Linked DNA regions of Mus musculus: region 2 is linked to region 1. A link is a contact called in public Hi-C data. All regions are on one chromosome and are shown on one strand. Each heading gives the region's core, a stretch centred on a gene start, on an enhancer-like site or on the middle of the called end of the contact. The rest is flanking DNA. Distances are from core to core; before and after follow the strand shown.

Region 1 (3,507 bases), core at 516-3,015:
CTTGATGTTTAACATGGGAACAGAGACTGGCCCTGTCCATCTGGACACTGGCAGAAGGTAGGCTGAGGGCTGGGCCTGGGAGGAGGTGACTGTGGCAGGCACCAGTGTGGTGGGCAGGGTACTCTGCTCAGAGCTCTCTCTGTGTCATGGTGGCTGGTGGGTCTTTTACTTGTTGTGATTCCCCCACCTGCGAGGTGGCCATTTCTAAAGTCATTCACAGGGCTCATGAGGGATGAAATGAAGTGTTCTCTAGGGAGGAATAAGCTGAATTTCTGCACAATGGGGCTCATTGATGGGCGAGAACTACATGAGAGAGAACACATGTTAGTAAGCTCTGCACTGTGCTGGACAGAGTGCAACTGTGTGGGCCTTAATCTGCTTCCTAGCATTGCCAGAACCACGGAACGATTTCTGGTACGTTCCTGTTACTAGAAGTTCTCAGCCAGAGATGCATCTTAAAATAGGCTCCCAGTGCTTAAAAATTCCAGTCCCCAGCCTAAGCTCTCACTGAGAGAGGTTTGGAAGGGACCGGAGGACAAGACCCCTTTAATGGACACGACCCCTTTAATTCCCTCTCAAATGAACTTGGAATGAAACTTGGGATTAAAAATGCGTGCTGTCTACATACTCAAACAGCGAGTGCTCTAATGCTCAGTCAACTTTCAGTGATGTCCCATTGCTGTCAGTCTCTGTCCTTGTCCCTCCAGATCACACCTCCCCAACCTCTGGCTCTGTTCTCAGATGGATGGAATTGGACCTGCCTCCTCCAGATTTTGCTGGGAGACTCTAAGCACGTGGAGATTCCTTTGTTTCTCACGCTAAGTTCACAGCACACTGCCTTTTCCTCTGTAGCAACCCTACTTCACGTAGGGGCTTCATTTCCCTCTCCCTCCTCCTCTTCCTCCTCATCACCTCCTTCTCCTCCTCTTCTCCATCCTCCTCTCTGTCCTCCTCCTCCTCCACCTCTCCTTCCTCCTCCCCTTCTCCTCTTCATCCTTCTCCCCTTCTCTTCTCCATCTTTCTCCTCCTCCACTCTATCCTCCTCCCTCCACCTCTCTGTCCTCCTCTCTGCCCTCCTCCTCCTCCTTCTCCTTTCCCTCCTCCTCCATTACGACCACTACCAGCTCCCACCACCAGCACCACCACCACCTTCTTTGATGTCTCCTGGCCTGTTCCACTTTCTCTGTCCTCACCCCCACAGTCCCCTTAAAGCTTCTCACCCTTCCTCACCCCACATGGCTCCTCTCTGAAAGTGGATTCCCAGCCCTTCCTTCCTCATCTGAAATTGTTATTCAGAGTCCGTACCACGGGGTTGGGCCCGTTCTTATTTCAATAGAACCGGTATTTTCCTCTCTATTTTTAGTTTTAAAAGGCTGTTCTCTCATATTACCATCTTTGTCAGAGCCACTGCTTCTGTAGTCAGCATTTTCATTATCAGAGTAGCGCACAGTCTACTAGAAAAAGGGATGAGAACAGAGCCTGGCTGGTGACTGCTGTCAGCCCTGTTGGATCTACGCTCCTGGCCCTGAAGGCAGCAGGATGGCTTTCCGGGACCACCCAAACGAAGCTCCTGGAAGCAGCGTGGGAGCTTTTCCATTTAGATGTTATTATAGAGGAAAAGGCCAAGGGATTGGGGGACACAAACAGGCCACTGGCCCAGGGTTCCCTGGGAATATTAATGTTCAGACTGCTCAGTGGAACAGATTGGCCCATATTAAAGATGAGGAGATAGGCTCTGAGAAGAGGCTCACCGAAGCAGTGGCAGCGCCAGGCTGTGAAGGAAGCCCAGGGTTGAGGCTGAAGCCGTGCCGTCTCAGGTGCTCAGAGCTCCCAGGACCGGGATTCGTGGGCTTTTTCCTAAGCTGCTGCATGCTGCTCTGATCTCTAGGTCTTGGCATAGTTTCCCTTCCTGGTGATCTCCGCGCCCATTGGGGATGGCTCAAAAGGCTTGCTGGGGGCACTCCCACTCTGTCCCCTTTCACAAAAAGTTCAATGCTCATTCTCTGAGCTCCTGGAATACCATCAGCTCTGGTGGCACAGAGGTCAAGGGCAGAGCCCTGCCCACCTTAGTCTGGGGTGTGACCATGCCTTTCTCTTACTTTCGCTGAAGACCCCCTTTTACAATGTACCCCAAAGAAATGCACATGGGGAGGATTCCATCCTGCCCACGGACTCCAACAACAGCAATAGCTACTGCTGGGGGAATTGTGTCTTTCTTCCAAGCCTTTAGGACCACCTGCTTAAGCTTGGGACTAGCCTGCAGCCTCTTGCCACCAGCAGGCAGCTCCTGGAAGCATCTAGCATCAGCCTTGAGATCTTGCAGGCAATGCTGCTCTCTGGTGTCACTTCACAGTACTGCCGTTCCTCTCTGGTCCGGAGCTGGGATTGCAAACCCTGGCGCAGGCCTGACAAGGAGATGTGAGATAGGAGTCTCTCATTGGCCTGAGGCTAGGCCAGGCTGCCTGCCAGTGAGCCCCAAGAGATCTGCTGGTCTGTGTCTCTCCAGTTCTGGGTTACAAGTGATCACCGGTTGTTGCACCCAGCTTTTTTATGCAGACACTGGGGATTGAACTTAGGTCTTCATTACTTTAGGACACTTTATCTCTTCAACCTCAGATTTACAGAGGTCTCTGCTTCCTGAGTGCTAAGAACAAAAGTAAGTACTATTGTGCTCTACTGTAGAATTATTTTTCAATAGCAATGAACATGTCCTGAGTTCGAGAAACAGAAAAGAGGGGAAAAAGTAAACCTCAGGCCAGCGTCGGTCTTAGTGCCCAGTGGCAGCCTTTCTTCTCTGCTTAGTGCACACTGTGACAGTCAACTGAAATGTACCAATATGTCTATTTTGCAAGACTTTAAAAAATACTAAAGGACTTGCGTTCTAATGTCTTTGATTACTCCTATAACAGTGCATGCCTATTATCTTTTGCTAGGAAATATCTCGCCATCCTCTGGGAACGTCCTCCAACCTCTCTGCCACCCCAGTCCCTTACCTGCTTCCCCAACATACTCAGTTCACACGGCTCGCATGGGAGAAGCCAGAGAGCATATTTCCATGGGATTGATTTGTAGAACTAAAGTGGTTAACAAGGAGGCATGAAAGTTTTATAAAATGTCATCAGATACTGTCAGACTTGTACTCTGCAATTGGGCATTCTCACTTTCTAGTTGGGCCGCAGACAAAACGCCGTGAAACTCCAGGTCAGAGTATTGAGCGTGCACCATGCCATGTTATGCTATGCTATGTTAACCCTCATTACCACGCAGGGAAGGAAGCCAGGCTACATGCTATGTGAATCCTCGTTACCACCCAGGGAAGGAAGTGCTGTCTTCACATTACAGCTGTAGGAACTGTGGTTTAAAGAGCTTTACCTGCCTTACTTTAAGAAACAGAGTTGAATCCAAGTCAGGAGAGTCCAGCCACAGCCAGCGTTTCTCAAGTCTGTGTCTTTCAGCACCACTCAGGGTGTATGTGAAAGCTGGCTAGGTCTCTCTCTAGTTTCTGAT
Region 2 (3,507 bases), core at 537-3,036, 210 kb before region 1:
TGCAACAGAAGGCAGCCCGGTGCCACTGCTTGGACAGGAGGCTTGGTCCCTTTAAGGCTCCTCTCTCTATCTGGAGCCCCAGGCCTGTGCGGAGGAGGACATGCATTATTGAAAGCGCATTTCAATACCTATTCTCCCCCTCCTCCTGTGGGTGGCAATCACAGTTTACATAATCTGTCTCTCTGTCCTCCTAGGCAGCTGCTCCCTTCTGCCTGAGTGGTTGAGGAGGGGAGGGAGGAGAGGGGAGAGCTATTAACTCTATGCTGCCACCTCAAGTCTCAGCCAAGGTGTCTTGTATCGAGGGGTGACAGCAGATCTTGACCCTACACAGTCCCAGGCTCAATAGTTCCAAGTGACTTCCATGTACACTTGGTCCCACTCCCATGATCTTGAGTGATTGGATGGCTCCCATCCTAGTATCCTTGTAAATAGAGCTACCTCTCTGTCTGGGGTACAGGACCATGCCCCCATCAGGACCATATCCCTATCAGGATCGTATCCCCATCAGGACCATGTCCCCATCAGGACCATATCCCCATAAGGACCATGCCCCCATAAGGGTCATATCCCCATAAGGGTCATATCCCCATCAGGACCATATCCCCATCAGAACCATGTCCCTATCAGGACCATATCCCCATCAGGATCGTATCCCCACCAGGACCATATCCCCATAAGGACCGTATCCCCATAAGGGCCATATTCCCATAAGGACCATGCCCCCATCAGGACCATGTCCCCATCTCTAGGTCCCTCTTCACCTAGTATGACTCATCCATCTCTAGGTCCCTCTACAACCTGCTTGTGTGGCAGCGGTTGACTACCTTGTAGTTCAAGTTCAGCAAACTCCAAACAGCCCTTATCGGCTTTCTCCTGAAGCATTGCTCCTGCATTTGTCCTGGCTCTGTCTTTTCTCTTCCTGTCACTCAGGAAGCCATCGGCTATACATCCATTCACTACTGAGGCACTCAGCCATCCATCATCCTTACTACCGTTCCTTTATCCACCTTTGTATCCATCCATCTAACCATCTTCCATCTGTCCGTCTATCCACTCACTATTTACTAAGAGTCTAGCATTTGTCAATATTGAGAGCACAGTGACAGACAACAGATGCTAGATCTGTCCCTCTCTATTCTTAAAACCCTGTGAAGACAGCATGCAGGTGAGTAGACTATTGGACTAAGCAGGAGAGTGTGGGAGAGGGTGAAGCACTGCAGAGGCAGAGGAGAGGCACCCTGGCACTCGGGAACCTTGGTGGATAGTGAACACTTGTTTTGAGACAGGGTTTCTATGGGTAGCCCTGGCTGTCCTGGAACTTACTCTGTAGACCAGGCTGGCTTTGAACTCACAGATCCATCTGCCTGCCTTTGCCTCCTGAGTGCTGGGATTTAAGGTGTGCGCTACCAACAGCCCTGCTTGAGTGCCTGTTTGAGGTGATGATACCCAAGCAGACCCCTGATTGCGAAGGAGGGAACCCAATTCTCTCCTCAGGGTCCCTTGGCTCTACTTCCTGTGACTTTCCCTTCCTTCTCTTCTTCTACCTGGTCTTATTTGGCCTGGGTTGGAAGATCACATTATCACCAGCCTTGGGGGACAGAGTGTGACCAGGACCTGGCTGTGGGAATGGGGTTAGGGCTTAGTCTGCTGGCGTTCAATCCAGAATACCACTGGCCCTGTGGGAAGCAGGCTGCCCATTTCCACTCAGGTTCCTGGCTGGTACAAAGGGGGTTTAGACAGCTGGCCAAAGAGTGAGGAGCACAAGTAGAGACCAGATGGAGACAGGAGGGCAGACCCGTGTGTTCCCAGCAATGGCAGACTGCCTTCCCTTTAAGCCTTTTGTAGTTGTGCTCTGTCTGTCATTTGCAGTCAAAGGAGCTCTCATTAACAGCAAAGATCCTCAGCAACAGCAGGACACATTTCCACATCCTTTGTCTTATTTGATTTCACAACAGCCCCAGGAGGCTGTTTATAGGTGCTGAGACACAGGCTTAGACAGTCCAGTCAGCAGATCTAGACTGGGGGGTCTTTAAATCCTATTCCTTACAGCCCCTGATGGTGAATACTGAGAGGAAGCAGAAAGGATGTCAGACAAAGACTTAGGTTTGAGAGGAAAGGATGGGTCAAAGGGAACCAAAGACAGCTCGGAAGGAAGCCCTGGTCTTTGAAAGAACTTCTGTGGGTGGAAGCGAGCCGAGTTTATAAGGGAGTGAGTCAGAAGCAGAGAACTATAGACAGGGAGGGGAGGTAACAACATTGAGGTTCGCTACATTCTAGCCAAATGAGTTGAGGACCGAGCAACTGGTGTCCCAGAGGGGGCCCTACTCTCCACAGCCAGCCTGTATTTTATTGCTTGACCATATTTCAAGATCTGACCTTCTCCAGCAAGCATCCCCTGAGTCCAGTCTCCTTCCTGGAGACTCCCCAGTCCTCCTCCTGGGTCCCCTTTGTCACGCTGGTCACATTGGTCCCTTTGGTTCACCTAGTATGACTCATCTGCCCCTGAGGAAGTCTACGCCTTGCTTGGCTCTGATTAGACCCAAGCTCCTAACCCCATGTCTGGCACCCAGGCGGGGCTGAAGGTATATTTTTAAAAAACGGTTTATTTGAAGGAAATGAATTCCAGATAAGGCATAAAGTCAGGATATGAGTCTGACAGAGGACAGAGTAGGGAAAAGCAATCAACACAGACAGAGACCAAGCCAGCGAGGAATATAGACAGGGGAGGTGGAGGTCTGAGGAGAGACCTAGAGTGCGGCTGAGGGGGTAGCTCAGAGCCCATTGGACTTGTACGGCTCGTCTGGCCTTGGTTCTTGGAAAGTTCTTCATCCTATTTTGTGGGAGTACCATCTGGAAAAGATCCAGTTTGCCTAGAATCTTGTAGAACCGGGAAGAATAATCCTAAAGGATGGGTGTGGAGAAGTCAGTGTAACAAGAGTTCTTGCAGTTCCTATTCCTGCCGCTGGGGGCATGAGATGCAAGACAGGTAAAAGGATGACGCAACCACCAAAGGTGGGAAAGGGCCCCAGCCCAGAGCAGCCTGATCTCTTGGCACCGCTGCATCCTGGGCCTTTCCCAGAGAGTCTGTGGTGTGTGTGACCCTATCTTTCAGTAACTGCGTTTGGATTCTAACTCGGGAAAGGACCCACCTTCACAGGCTGCTGGTCTGCAAATTCTCCCCCTCTGCTCTGGAACCAGATGGCTGACCGACAATCCCTGTCTACCGCAGCTTTTGTCTTTATCCTCTATGGTCCTGAGTACCGTCCAAAGTAATCCTATTTATTCTGTCCATCTGCTTGTTTATTGTCTGTCTCTCCCACTGTGAGAGACTCAATGGCAGGGACTCTGTGGGTCTTTCAGTGTCTAGCCCGGCACCTGGAGATGCTCACAGAATGGCTAGGCAAATTAGTGAATGGGAGGACGGGTGGATGGGTGGGGCGGGGATTGGATGTGCTTGGAGGTGGAGTTGATGAAGCATTTCACCGAGTAGGGCTCCAAAAATAAAGG

What was found. A called contact is a pair of places that touch in the nucleus more often than the background predicts.
Region 2: a contact with region 1 is called in a Hi-C map of cerebral cortex, with 6 times the contacts expected there. The contact joins two enhancer-like sites. A contact is called at or near these places in 3 of 15 datasets of contacts at CTCF or cohesin (CD8 T cells, the NIH/3T3 cell line and large pre-B cells), 45 of 484 Hi-C or Micro-C datasets (CD4 T cells, CD8 T cells, the HPC-7 cell line and 23 more) and 10 of 115 datasets of contacts at active chromatin or transcription factors (VIP interneurons, astrocytes, embryonic stem cells and 2 more).

Annotation. Positions count from the first base shown.
Region 1 is chr13:54,112,824-54,116,330 of GRCm38.p6, reverse strand. No RefSeq gene overlaps it. Among named protein-coding and RNA genes, the nearest start is that of Gm52069, 24 kb to the right of the region's middle. Within about 2 kb of position 1,765, at least 19 of the 459 cell types and tissues checked have an H3K27ac peak or open chromatin away from gene starts, as enhancers often do. A contact at or near this core is called in VIP interneurons and cerebral cortex, where this site is marked.
Region 2 is chr13:54,322,675-54,326,181 of GRCm38.p6, reverse strand. All of the region lies in intron 2 of LOC115488208 (a long non-coding RNA gene), which reads left to right. It also overlaps a transcript of Cplx2 not described here. Among named protein-coding and RNA genes, the nearest start is that of Gm52068, 9.7 kb to the left of the region's middle. Within about 2 kb of position 1,786, at least 77 of the 459 cell types and tissues checked have an H3K27ac peak or open chromatin away from gene starts, as enhancers often do. A contact at or near this core is called in VIP interneurons and cerebral cortex, where this site is marked.